Linked DNA regions of Rattus norvegicus: region 2 is linked to region 1. The links are chromatin contacts, called in public Hi-C maps. All regions are on one chromosome and are shown on one strand. The core of a region is the stretch at or near the end of the contact, and the rest is flanking DNA. Distances in the headings are between cores, read along the strand shown.

What was found. A called contact is a pair of places that touch in the nucleus more often than the background predicts.
Region 2: a Hi-C map of liver shows a contact between it and region 1, with 4 times the contacts expected there. The contact joins two enhancer-like sites. A contact is called at or near these places in 12 of 12 Hi-C or Micro-C datasets (the A7r5 cell line, the Rat2 cell line, Schwann cells and 7 more) and 1 of 1 datasets of contacts at active chromatin or transcription factors (oligodendrocytes).

Annotation. Positions count from the first base shown.
Region 1 is chr16:76,147,202-76,154,012 of GRCr8, reverse strand. It overlaps Vdac3 (voltage-dependent anion channel 3), which reads right to left. Exons shown (of 9, transcript NM_031355.2): 4 at 6,808-6,811; 5 at 5,308-5,360; 6 at 3,250-3,477; 7 at 1,957-2,107; 8 at 1,025-1,082; 9 at 80-591. The coding sequence ends at 500. Among named protein-coding and RNA genes, the nearest start is that of Vdac3l1, 12 kb to the right of the region's middle. Within about 2 kb of position 2,007, at least 1 of the 93 cell types and tissues checked has an H3K27ac peak or open chromatin away from gene starts, as enhancers often do. A contact at or near this core is called in liver, where this site is marked.
Region 2 is chr16:76,294,811-76,302,208 of GRCr8, reverse strand. No RefSeq gene overlaps it. Among named protein-coding and RNA genes, the nearest start is that of Mrps31, 26 kb to the left of the region's middle. Within about 2 kb of position 3,953, at least 33 of the 93 cell types and tissues checked have an H3K27ac peak or open chromatin away from gene starts, as enhancers often do. A contact at or near this core is called in liver, where this site is marked.

The DNA.
Region 1 (6,811 bases), core at 758-3,257:
TACCTTTTAGACACACCACTTTAGAAATAACTCCACTTTCGAAAACCAACCAACCACTACTAATAAATCAGATAAACAATTATGTTCCAAATGTGATGGGTTTATTTTACTCTGATGCAAACCAAAGGTCTCACTAGAGCAGAGACTGATGTAACAAAAGGTCATGGAAAGTGGAGTTGGGACATGCAGGACTCGATGTACAGACCGGGCAGATCACTTCCTTTAACGTGACACTACGTTGTTGCTGAGGAACATATTTAAATTAACTCTGCAGAACTCAACTGAAATGTGGCACAAACATGACAATTTCCAGGCATTGCCTTCAAGGAACTCCCACTGGATGGATCTGTAATCTCTAGACTTCGGTGTGGGAAGAATTACAATTCTTTGGAAGAATAAAAAGTTCACTTTTGAAATTTCACAGAATTTTAAGGCCAAAACATAGTGGGTTCATTTCTCTTCATTTCCAGGGACAATTGATACTCTACTCAAAACCCCATTAAGCTTCCAGTTCAAATCCCAAGCCAACCTTGTGGCCTCCTGCATTGAAGTTCTTTCCATCCACTAAAGCTGACAGGGTCAGTTTGACTCCTAAGGAGAAGAAAACACCATAATTACTTGTACCTAGTACTATACTCAGACCTAAATTTTCTAGAAATAATGGATCTAAGTGAATAGGATAGAGTACAGGTAGGCGTAAGCTAGACTGAAATGGCCCAGTTGTCTAGGCTGACTGATGCATGATGACTACTTGGAGTTCAATATTTAGAATAATGAGGGATGAGCCAAGTTCAAAAGCTAGTGATTAATCATAGTTCTCAACTAATTAGAAATTTACATTATAGTTAGAAATCACAGTTAGAAACTTATAACAAAAGCACCTGCTCTCTTCTACTTTGTAAAGTACGCAAAGCTATCACAGAAAGCCTGAGTTAACCCATAGTGATTATTTTAGTGGTGGCAAAGATTATTCTTTTCGGAACTTTCTGTCCTGGCCCTCCACTAACTAATGCCTTTTACTTACCCGGTCGGAGACTCTGCGTATAACCCAGTCCAATTAAACTGGCATTGTTTACTTTGGCCTAAGATTAAGAGATGAAGAAGCAGCAGTTAGAAAACAAGTTCACAACGTGCCAGTTCAATGCAGAAACTACTTCATGTACAAGGTTTCTAAAGCTAAAAGTAACCGGACAAACTTAGAAGTATTAACACTGAAAAAATAAAAAGATCAAGAGGACTGATGGGAATTGTGGGTAATAAAAATGTATGCTTTAACGTTCTTGAAAGATTTTTCAAGCACACTGTGTTACCAAACATCTCTATAAATGAATTTCTTGTTTTAAGACAGAGACTCTCTTCAGAGCCCTGACTATCCTGGAGAAAACATAGAGGTCTGCCAGGCTCTGCCTCCCTAGTGCTGGGATTACAGGCATGGAGCACCATGCCTGACCTATAATAAATTCCTGAAGATGCCAGTTTAAACCTCGGACAATGATGAAGCAGTTAGAGTTTATGACAACATGACCTCAGGTGTCATAAGGCAGATCTGGATTCCTAGTCTGACACTGCCGCTTAGTAGGACCCTGACTTAGTTTCCAGGTTGTGAAACAGAAAGAAGGATACTGCCTTTCACCACACTAAACAGTTATGAGACTTACATGGGGTAATACAAGTAAAGCCTTACACCTAAGGGCTCAATTTCTGTTAGTGTTACTACTCTAAGAAACTACTAGTAGTAAAAATAGTAATCTACTCCCATGAATTTACACGTAAGAATATATTGAGGTCAAGGCCACACAGCAGCTGAGAAATCAGAACTCGAACCCAAACTTCCTGCCTTAGATATAATGACCTTTTCACCGCAGCAGTGAGGCCATGCGGTTAATAAAGAGCATGCAAACTACGACGGTACTACAGCACTCATTTACAAGCAGGGTCCAATCTGACAGCACTCACAGACAGAGAAGTTCTACAATCCAGCCTATACTTAGCAGCGATGCCAAAACGAGTGTTGTTGCTGCCAGCTGTCCATGCCAGGTTTATTGATGTTTCGATCTTCTCATTAACTCTCTGGTAGATGGAGCCTCCAAATTCAGTGCCATCGTTTCTGTTTTCATGGTATGAAAAACAAGTAAGACTCATTCATTTACTGCTAAGATGTAGGAACAAATGCGATTTTGCAACTATGAAGTCTAGCAAATTTCTAGTACAAATGACTATTACACAAGACAAAACTAAAGTATGTAAGAAACCAGTTAAAGCACAGGAGCTCCTGACTGATTTGCTTGGCTCTTCAATGTAATAAAAATTTTTAAGACAGAATTCAACTATGCTCAACGGCAAGCACCTCAGGTAAATATGTAATCTATAGGTATCTTTCATAAAATTTAGAAACTATAACCTCTAAGTCGCTCTCATAGGATCTAGGTCCATAAATACTGCAAAGAGAGATAAACGGAGGAATAAAGACAATACTAGCTTTACTTCCTGTGCACCCAGAGTGAGAACACTTTACAATGTCTAGACTCTTTGACGCATACAACAGTGTTTGAAGACCACTTTCTACACTGAGTGTACTGAGGTATTAGAGCAATACCTCAGGAACACACAGCTCGCTCCTGCCTATGACCTCAGCACTGCAAAGTGTGGGCAAGAGGATCAGCTCAAGGTCAGTCAAGGCTAACGTGAGTTTGAGGGCAGCCTGATCTACATAAGATCTTGTCTTAAAACACCGAAACCTAACTATATTGTAAATACAAGTTGAGGATGACTCAGCCAACACTGAAACCCAGGATTACCTTGCGATCCCTATTACTTCTGGATGCAACAGAGGTACTAACGAGGCTCTAACCAAAGACATGAAAATCTCCAGACACAATTACCAGAGTAGTTCTAGTTCGCTCAAATTATTTGGTGGTTGTTCTTAGTGTTCCAAACATGTTTCCAGATACAGTCAAAAGAAGTCAAAAGTAACAGTGAAGTAAGTATATACATGCTCTGTGGGGTCTGCACTCAGTGGTTTACAGATGCTAAAACATCCCACGGTTTGGGGTGAGAGCTGACAGCAGAAACAAACAGCAGCACAGCCCGACACACTCGTGTGCAGACTTCCTGACCGTGCAGCAGGACTGAGACTGTGCAGCAGAACTGGCGCCCACCAAACAGTATTACATCGCTTTTAACTTAGCATTAAAAACCCCCACCTCTCAGAGCAATGACACTGGCACTAAAGACAGAATGAACACTTACACATGAGTATGCAGTTGGAAGTCTTCAGCCTTGTAACCAAGAGCAAAATTATTCTGACACAGTTTGGATTTGGCTGTGTCAAAACTCATCTGGTAGCCAGCAAGCCAACCTTCAAAGGCCAACACGGCCCAGCCATAGATGGTCGGTCCAGAAAAATCTATGTCAACGTTACTGCCCACACTAAAACAATCCCGTCTATAGGAGGCCTTTAATTTCCCACTCTTCTTCCTGTAAAAACAAACAACATAAGAACCATGAGTTCACATTTCCAGTGAGGTGTAAAGTCAGACCCTCCCCAAAGTAGATGGCATAATGTGTGGTTAAAAGGCTACAAGTGAGGGGTTGGGGATTTAGCTCAGTGGTAGAGCGCTTGCCCTGGGTTCAGTCCTCAGCTCCGAAAAAAAGAAAAAAGAAAAAAAAATGCTGCAAGTGACTTAGCTCCACAACTGTTAGGATTCATCTCTGTCAGTGGGGACTGAGAGACACACGCCTTTAACCCAGCACTTTAATCCTAGGAGGTACAGTGAGGTGGAGCTCTGAGCTCCAGGAGAGGCCAGGGCTACACAAAAAAAACTCTACTCAAAAAACCAACAAACAAAGTTCACACACACACACACACACACACACACACACACACACACACACACACACAGAAATGTGTATGTCATTATATAAAATAACAGAGCATTTCATGATTGACTCTGTAAGGCATGAATGAGCATATCAACAGACACTGTTAGAGAGGAAAGCGTTCTGTTGCTCTCTGCTGCACAGCAGGTACAACATAAAGTACACATCTCAAAAACAAATGCAGGGGCTGGAGAGATGGCTCAGTGGTTAGGAGCACTGACTGCTTTTCCAGAGGTCCTGAGTTCAAATCCCAGCAACCACATGGTGGCTCACAACCATCCGTAATGAGATCTGATGCACTCTGCATCTGTGTCTGAAAACAGCTACAGTGTACTTATAATAAATAAACAAACAAATAAGTCTTTAAAAAAAAAAAAAAAACAAATGCAATGATTTAAATTTGCTTTCAACTCAAAGAAATGATGTTTGAGGTGACAGATATACGTACCCTACTTGATTATACAATATATACACATATTCAAACACCACACAGAGCGCCACAGATACAAACATTTGTCAAAAAATATAAAGTCGGGGTTGGGGATTTAGCTCAGTGGTAGAGCGCTTGCCTAGGAAGCGCAAGGCCCTGGGTTCAGTCCCCAGCTCCGAAAAAAAGAACCAAAAAAAAAAAAAAAATATATATATATATATATATATATTCCATAAGTAGTATGATATTTAAGTGCCAAATTAATAATATGTTGACACGTGAGAAATAAATGATCTTCAAGTATTTTCAAGTGCTAAAATGTTACATCAAAACGAATAACTAACCTGTTAGGAGAAATGCACAAGTTTGTTGCTTGTTTTAGACAGGTTCTCACTGTAGCCCTGGCTGGCCTGGAACTACAGAGATCTGCCCGCCCGCCTTCATAGTGCTGGGATTAAAGGCGTGCACCAACACACCCGGTCACAATATATTTTTAATAGCAATGCTGAACATTCAGAATTAGTTTTGCCTTACAAGTCTTTTAAGAGATTATTTATTCTAAACATAATTAAGGCATGTGACAGGGAGGACAGACCCCTTGTCACAGCTACAACCAAATTTCACTGTGCATTTATCTAGCCTCCCTGCCTTCGGACTGCAGAGAGCAGGTTAAGCAGATAAGAAATGAAACAAGGGCAAACAGACTAAGCCTGAGGACTTCCAAGGCTCAGAAACCAAGACGGCAGCACAACAAGCACCCCGTTCGTTCTCTTACACTCTTAGATTACACTCTTGCCAGTCTCATCCGTCTTCAGGATACAGATGACTAGCGTCTCAGGCCCTTCTAATTCCTAATGGCATAGATGTGCCTGTTTTAATTTCCTTTTAGTGTACATGTTATGCTGCCTTGAGGATAAAGACACAAGAATTCTAGCATTGCTAAAACAACCTCCCCTTTCTCCCTGCTCCTACAGAAAAAAATGGGTTTGGATAATTACCCTGTGTTTGGTACAAATATGGTATCAACCGTCAGTTTCAACCCTTCAGCCAACTGTAAAACAAAAATTTGTCAATTAACAATTAATTTTTAATTCTTTAACTCAAAACACCAATGCTAAGGCTCCTTCCCACGTCCTTTAATAACAAAGTCATTAAAGAAAGCCAGATAGTAAATTATATAATAAATTACCTCCCCCATCTTTTCTTTCTTTCTTTTTTTCCAAGACAAGGTTTCTCTGTTTAGCCCTGGCTCCCTCTGTAAATCAGGTTAGCCTTGAACTCAGACCTCCCTGTCTCCCACTCCACACACCCACCCCAGTGCATTGGGATTAGAGGTGCACACCACCACTCCCAGCTTTTACCTCCCACCTTTCTTTCTCCCCTTAACCCTCTTCCCCTCAAACCCAGCCCTCAGTTCTCTCATCAAAATATAAATGAAGCTGGTTATGGTGGCAAGCCCCTATCGTCCCAGCTCCTCAGGAGGCTGAGGCAGAAAACCTTAAGCCCAGAAGTTTACAGTCAGCCTAGGTGACATAATGAGAACACCATCTCAAAACCTTTAAACATTAAATGTAACAAGCCAAATCCTGATTAAATAACCAAAATTACTGATGAAAATTGTTCCAATGTAACAAAATAATCTTGTTGTTCTCCTGAAATGACTATAAGATAACCTGACGTTACTAGAAACAACTTCGTCAGCTATACCATTCCATATGTGCTAATATAGATGCACCTTGAAAACTCAGCTGGGCACGGTGGCACACTCCTGTAATCTCTGCACCACTTGGAACGTACGGGCACCAAAGTCAGGAGTTCAAGGTTAACTTCAAAGAAAGTCTGAGGCTCGCCTGGACTACAAGAGATCCATTCTCCAAAAGAAAATTACAGTACCCTGAAGACAGTGAGTGTCTTGACAAAAATCAGCTAATCAACTTTCTCCTTGAAACATTTCTGCACAGATGATTTTGTAGATTACAAAAGTAATCTAAATTAGAAAGTCTGCTCTATTTAGGAAAGGACTGACTGTGTAACATAATTAACTAATCAGAACAAAGATACAGTGCAGGTTCCTAGAAAAGTTAAGACACACCAAGAAAGGAAATAAAAATGCAAAAATGCTCTATAAAAAAGAAAAAAAGAAAGAGAAAGAAAGAAAGAAAGAAAGAGAGAAAGAAAGAAGGAAAGAAAACATGTTAAAATCCCACTCAGATTCTATTTTGTGTCTGTTCAATTTTTTGACAATTATTTTTATTGTTTTTGCTCATGTATTCAGGTGCACTTGTGCAGGTACTGGTGAGGGTAGGAGGTATTAGATCCCCCTGGAGCTGGAGTTATGGGTGGCTGTGAGCACAAGGCACTGAGAATTGAACTCAGGTCCTCTGTAAGAGCAGAGTTTGCTCTTAACAGCTCAGCCATCTCTCCAGTCCTAGTTATTATTTTTATAATGACATTATGAGTTATTAAACCTACAAATAACTTCTAGTGCCTTTTCTTACCTTA
Region 2 (7,398 bases), core at 2,704-5,203, 150 kb before region 1:
CATCTAACTCACTATAGCCCAGTAGTAATTGCTTTCAAAAAGCTTTTTCAGGAGCTCGTGATCACAATCACACAGTCCACTGCAGATAGTCAAGTTAAAAACATCCCTCTTCCTATATAAAGCCATCCTGACCCATGCACCCTCAGATCCTGGGGACAGAGTCTAGCCCCATATAGTCCCTTCCAGCAGGAAGCTGCCGATGAGAGAAAACATCACCCCTTCTTTTTACCTGTCCTCAGGGTCTGGAATGGAGGGTTAGTTCTCTAAGGCCTCAGGTAGGCTGAGATACTCCAGACAGGAAACTATTTCTCTGATAACGCTGGTGGGCTGGCAGCGGGATCCCGGAAGTTTTTGATAAGGTGGCTGCCGGCTGACCTGCAAATGGAATCTCCTATCCCAAAAGTTCCCCCTTTCCACCCTAGAAAACCCCAAGCCCTGTGCCACAGGTTCAGACTCCACATCCACTGGAAACAGGTGACCCTCAGTCGTTCTGACTAAAGGAACAAATCTGTTTTTGGAGAGGCTGGTTTCTTCCCGTGACTCCTCCATCAGTTTTGACCTAACACCCATGGCCTCAGGTAAGCACATCCAGAAGGATCACCCTTGACCTTGTCTGAGGAGTCTGGGCTGATGGAGGGGTCCCAGGTCAGTAGGGGAGGAAAAAGCTGGAAGTTTGGCATCTCCTTTGTCTATCTGGGGCCTCTCTCCCTGTTGGTCTACCTGTCTCAGGGATCTGTCATGACCATAGTCCTTTATTCTGTCAAACTACTGAAGATTACAGAAGGAAAAACAGAAGGATGGATTGGATGTCTGGGACTGTTGTTTTCACTCTTGCTGGGGAGACGAGAACAAACATCCATTCGCCCCATAGGTCATCAATACAGAGGAAAGGAAGGTTTCTACTGAAGTCCAGCTTGGCAACCAAGGAGTGCATTGGGGCATATTTGGGTACTCATGGGTAAGGAGTTACTTACAGGAGAGTGGGTGATCATTAAACAGGTTCATTCTACTATTGCAGTAGCTTAAAGACCACCTGAGACAGGCTCCTCCCTCATGGAGGAGCCCCCACCTCCTGATTCTATGGTAACTGTAGAAAGAGAAGTGCAGTGTGTGTGTGTGTGTGTGTGTGTGTGTGTGTGTGTGTGTGTGTGTGTGTATTTCAAGACAGGCTTCTCTGTGTAGCACTGGCTGTCGCAGAACTCTCTGTCCACCAGGCTGGCTTTGAACTCGGAGACCTGCTTCCCAAGTGCTAAGATTAAAGGGCAGGAACATGACAGCCGTGGGAGGAGGAACGTCTGTGCCATCACATGAAGCACTCAGACATGGCTAGCATGTGAACAGGTTAGCTCGTGCCGCCATACCGTGGTGCTCGTTTCATGGCCTATGTATGCCATGAGGTGGTCGGTATCTTAGGACGTGACACACATGGTAATAGACAAGCAGAGCCCACCATGTGGTGGCTCTTGGACATGGACCACATGCACACAGGTGTGCTCAGTCTGCCGCTGGTTGACCCAGGGCAATTCAAGCATGCCAACAGGTGGTGCAGAGGCACAGTGTGGAGGCCCTGGGACACCACTGGCATGCGAACACGTATGGCCACACACCACATGGCTCTGCTTCAACAAGGCAGGTGTTCAAACAGGCGTGCCTTCTCGGCCAGGCGGTGGTGCAGGGGCATAGCAGAGACGTAAACAGGTGAGCCCACATTGCCTTGTGGTTGTATTGGGGCAGAGCAGGCGAGTGAGCAGGTGTAAAAGCACCACCTCAGGCAGCAGAGCTGGGATGTGGCAGGTGTGAGAACACCTACCATGTCTCCCTTGTCACAGTCCCACAGCATCTCTTGTCACCAAATGAAACCTCCAGTGCCAGTCTGGGTAACGGTTAATTGAGTTGTTGGACAAACCCCGTGGAAACCCTCAAATGATCTGGGCTATTGACAAGGCAAATGGTTTCTCACACACACACACACACACACACACACACACACACACACACACACACACAATGATGTCCCTGCTGCTGGAGACAACACCTACATAACTCACTGAGCACAGAGAAGTCAAGCTGATACCCATCTGGAACCTTCTTCACCCCTGCTGACTGGTGTGCCTGGTTCTGGAGGTGACTCTGCACACTACCAAAGGAGACGGGTAAACACCAGGTGCTTATCGTGCTAACCAACCAACATTTGATTGGATTTAAGGCCCACTCCATGCGATAGAACTCATGCCCAATGCGACAACTGGAGACGAGGTAACCCAGGGACCTAGGGTAAAACCAAATAGTGCTTTAAAAATATGTAGCAGTAAAATGACTCCCAATAACATTCCGCCATGCTCATGGACCAGTGCCTCAGTTGGCTGCTGTGGGGAAACTGTGGAAGAGGAAAGAGAAAGAGTTTAAGATCCAGAGGGAGGGAGGATACCATGGCCACAAGACCTTCCAGGCGCAACAGGACAGATAGGTGCATGTATGAACTCACAGAGACTGATGCTACACCAGCACGGAGCGGGAAGTAGACACACGCTCCCATCCCTGACCCAGAGGCTCTCTCCAGCTGATATCCCCCCACAAAGGACAGCTTAAGTGTTCTCCAGGGGGGGCTCACCCGACATACAAACCACTCTTAAGCCCCAAGCCCAGCAATAGACAGCCAACATAAAACGACTACAGTGGGATTTCTGGATTTGTTTTTGTCTTATATTGCTTTGTCTGGGCTTTTAGGTCTTTTGCTTCTATATTATGTTCTCTGGTTGTGTGTTTTATATTTCTCTCTGTGTGAATATGTCTCCGTGTCTGTATGTGTTTCTTTGTGCTTTTTCTTTTCTTTTTTCTTTTTTTTTCTTTTGGTTTTTTGTTTTGCTTATTTATTTGTTTATCTAGATAGATAGCTGTTTGTTTTCTACTAAGGAAAAAGGAAAGAAAGGGGGGAAGGGGGCTGGGGATTTAGCTCAGTGGTAGAGCGCTTACCTAGGAAGCGCAAGGCCCTGGGTTCAGTCCCCAGCTCCGAAAAAAAGAACCAAAGAAAAGAAAAAAAAAAAAAAAAAGAAAGAAAGAAAGAAAGAAAGAAAGAAAGAAAGAAAGGCCGTGAACTTTGGTTAGTGAGAAAACAGGGAGAATCTAGGAGGAGTTGGGGGTGTGAGAAACCATGATCAGAATTTAAAAAATAATAATACATTACATTCTTTTTTTTTTTTTAAAACTCCACCAGGGGAGAACCAGAGCACAGTTGAAGAAGAAAAAGAAAACAATAAGTTTCGCATTAGTTGTGATCAGCAAGCTTACTAGAGAAATATTTGGTTACATGGGAATAAGAAACCGTGAGAAAGTGTCCCGGCCTGGGACAGCAGAGATAACACTGCTCCACTGACTGACTTCCGCTCTGCGAACCTGCTTGTCCTTCCTCTTCTCCCCGCCAACACCTGTTTGCTCAACTTCCGCTCTGCGAACCTGCTTGTCCTTCCTCTTCTCCCCGCCAACACCTGTTTGCTCACCGCAAGACTGTCTTAACTAGAAACCTGTCCATTTCACAACGCCTGCCGTGGCACAGGACGTCCACTTGGCCACCTGGGCGCGCTCATTCACATGCCCTCGCTGAGCTGCCACTTGGCGAGCCGCGCATGCCTTGTCTCACACACCTGCCTTGCCCCAGCCCTGGAACATGGTGGCCCCGGGCAGACCTGTTCGACGCTTGCCCCACGCCAGCACTTGGAAGTCTGTGCATGCTCGTTTGCCTGCCTGCCGTATCCCAGAGTCACCAAGTGGTGTCCTGGTCACACCAGTTTGAAGGCCTTCCTTGTCCCTGGATTGCCATGTGGAAGATTGGGCATGGCTCTTTGCACTCAGACCCTGCTATGGCAATTGGCGTCTTGATTAGGGAATGCTGTGTTCCGGCATTTTGACATGCCTATTTCGCGCACATGCTATTTCCCAGAGCTGCCACACGGTGGCACTGTTCCAGCGCCTACACATGGCAGAGTAGGCATGCTTGGTCACAAGCCTGTCACGTTCCTGTACTACCATTGGGTGGCCTAGACATGCCTGTTCTGAGCTTGGTTAACTGAGGGGTGGGGGGAGAGAGGTGGGCAGTGGGCAGTGGGCGGTGGGGGATGGGTGAATTATGGCCACAAATGTGCCTTATCCAAGCGCCACCTCATGGTGGTCTGGGTACACATATTCATCTGTTTGCCATGTCCTAGTACCTTCATGTGGTGGCTTCAGCAAGCCTGTCCTCACTTGCCAGGGTCACACCATCATCATGTCATATCCCGGGCATGACAGTTACATGCCCAGGGTTATCAGACGCCTGCTGTGTCCCAGGGCCACCACACGGCAGCCTGGACATGCCTGTTCACACATGTTCACCGTATCCCAGCATCACCAACCATGCAGCCTGGTCTCACCTGTTTGGATGCAGCTGTGTTCAAGCAATGCCAAGCAGTGGCCTGAGCATGCCTGCTTGTGTGCATGACATGTACCAGCAAGGCCACATGGCTGCCTGGCCACACCAGTTTGCGTGATTTCTGTGTCCTGGCACCAGCACGTGGCCGCCTGGGAATACCTGCTCACACACCTGCTATTTCCCAGGGCATTACGGTTTGCTCACACTTCTTTTGCATGCCTACCGTGTTCCGGGGCCTCCATGTGGCTGCCTGGACGTGCCTGATCAGACGTATGTGCTGGAACCAGCACTACCTGGGCTTGCCTGTTCATGTGCCTGTACGTTCCAGTGCCAACACGTAACAGCCTGTGCTCACCTGTCTGTACATGATCGTATCCCAGAGCCTCAAACCACCAACCCAAGCACACCTACAGTCTCAGTGCTGCCAGCGGGACACAGCGGCTTCCACCTCTGCTGTGTCCCAGCACTGTCGTGGAGTGGCTTGGGCGCACACGTCTGCACACCTACCGTATCCCAGGACTGCCAAGTGGTGGCCTGGGTGTGCCTGTTCTCACCTGCCACATCTCTAGGCAGCTGCAGGGTATACACATACTGTGTCCCTACGCCATCGCGTGACGGCCTGAGCTCTCCTGTTGATGCACATACTGTGTCCCTACGCCATTGTGTGATGGCCTGAGCTCTCCTATTCATGCACATACCGTGTCCTGGGGAATGGAAGGAGTGTTCAACAGTCACGCCCAGGGCTGCCACATGGTGGCCTAAACTCCCTCACAGCCCAGGGCAGCCATACGGCAGGCTTGTCACTTGGTGGTGGAGTGTTGCCTGTTTGCCTGCAAACCTGTCCCAGCGCCAGCACTTATCAGCCTGGCCGTGCCTCTTATTTGCCTGGTAACATCTGTTCACACCTGCTGTCGTGCCTGCTATGTTCCAGTGCCACCAACCTCCTGGCCTGGGCACACCTATTTGCACACTTGCCAGGTCCGACAACCACCACTCGGCAGCCTGGGGCGTACCTGTTTGCGTGATTTTCCTGCGTGGGCAATGGGACATTGTGGCCTGGGCATGTCCACATGCCTGCCATGTCCTGGGACCTTCAAGTGGTGGCCTGGCCACACAGTTCACAGTTCTGCTGTGTCCCAGAGCCACCATGTGCTGGCCTGAGCTCTCCGAGTCTCACATGTGTGGGGTCCCAGTGGTGCCTACGGGCTGCCTGGTTCCACCTCTTTGGACCCAATCTGTGTCCCACTGACACCAGAGGGCAAGCTTGGTCATGCCTGATTGCATTTGCCGGTTCCCAGAGCTGCTATGTGGTGACCTGAGCATACCTGTTCACATGTAGTCCATGTCCCAACACTACCCCAAGGCATCCTAGGCCTAGGTATGATGGAGTTTGTGAAAGAGAGGGAGATTGGACTGGTGTGGGCTTTTGAAGCCTCAGCGTGCCCTCCACCCAGTGACACAGCCCCTCCAACAAGGCCACACCTCCTAATGGCTCCCAAACATGGTCACTAATTGGGAGCCAAATACTCAAATATATGAGCTTACAGGGGTCTTTTCATTTAAATCACCACACCTAACTATAACAGGGCTATAAATTGTATGTGTGTATGTGTGTGTATCTACACATATAATCCTAATTACGACAAAGCTAGGAAAAAATGTGTGTGTGTGAAAAGTTACACACAGCTTTCTAATTATGGCAGGGATAGGAAATGCATGTGTGTGAAACTGCACATACAGGACTACCTATGATGGGGCGAGGAAACACATGTATGTGAATCTCCACATAAACACCTGCCTCTACTAGAGCCTTGGGAGTATATGTGTAAGACTGCACAGACAGGCCTCGCTGTGGCAGAGAGAGGGATACATGCATGAGAATCTGCTGCTCCTGTTATGTGACAAGATTGTCCCTGCAGAGGTACGACACACCCCTCTACTCACCCAGTGGGAGAAGGCTGGGAGCCCAAGATAGACCGAAGCACAGAGACCATCAGAGTCCAATTTGGTGAACTTATGAGTTGTATTTTCAGGAATATGGGTGAGGGGTTACTTAGAGGGGCAGAAGTGACTCAAAGACACCTACGCCACCAAAGCCCACCTCGGCATTGATGACAGCTCACCAAAGCTGAGATGACTGCATGGTTTGGTGTTACCAAGGTCTTTATGCTTCATAACCCATCTGTACCCCTACACCAGAGGTGTGGGCATGTGCATAAGATGTGGACACACACACACAATGCTGAAGCAAATGGGCATCGGGGGCTAACACCTGACTGTGGCTTTGTGTTCTGATTCAAGTCAAGAAGACCTGAAAAATTGATTTCCCCTCCTCACGAGTCTCTTGTAAAAGATAGATTAAGACGAAAGTTCCTCATTCTCTTTCAATGCCATGTTTTTTCGTGTGCTCTTTAACTGGGTAAATGACATCAAGGATTAGTCCCATCTCTCTCCCTTGGAGTTGCCTCAGATCACCACCACAGTCCACGGCGGAACCATTTTCATTGACGGTGAAACATACTCTACCGGATATCGTAACAGACACTTCTGCTCCAGTGCACACTGATCGATCCAAAGCTTGTCACCCAAACACTGGTGTCATCTTCTCTCAGCTTTCACGAAAGTGGATCTGTGCAGTTCATAGTCTTTCGTCTCCAGAGTATTTCACTTAGCACGATCATTTGAAAATGCTCTGCACGGGTTAGTACTTTATTTGCTCACTACTTTCTATCACTGTATTGCTCCGTTGTATCCCATTGTATGGGCAAACAGTAATTACTTCTTCTCTGGCCGATTGGCACTTGGAGTATTCCCAGTTCTAAATTATTAAGAATATATTTGCAGAGAGAGAGAGAGAGAGAGAGAGAGAGAGAGAGAGAGAGAGAGAGAGAGAGAGAGAGAGAGATTGCACATCATTTTAGATGAAAAATTCTCTGGCTTTTCAAACCAAAGGTGGGAGGAGGGAAAGGAGGAGGGAGGGATGAGGGGGGAAG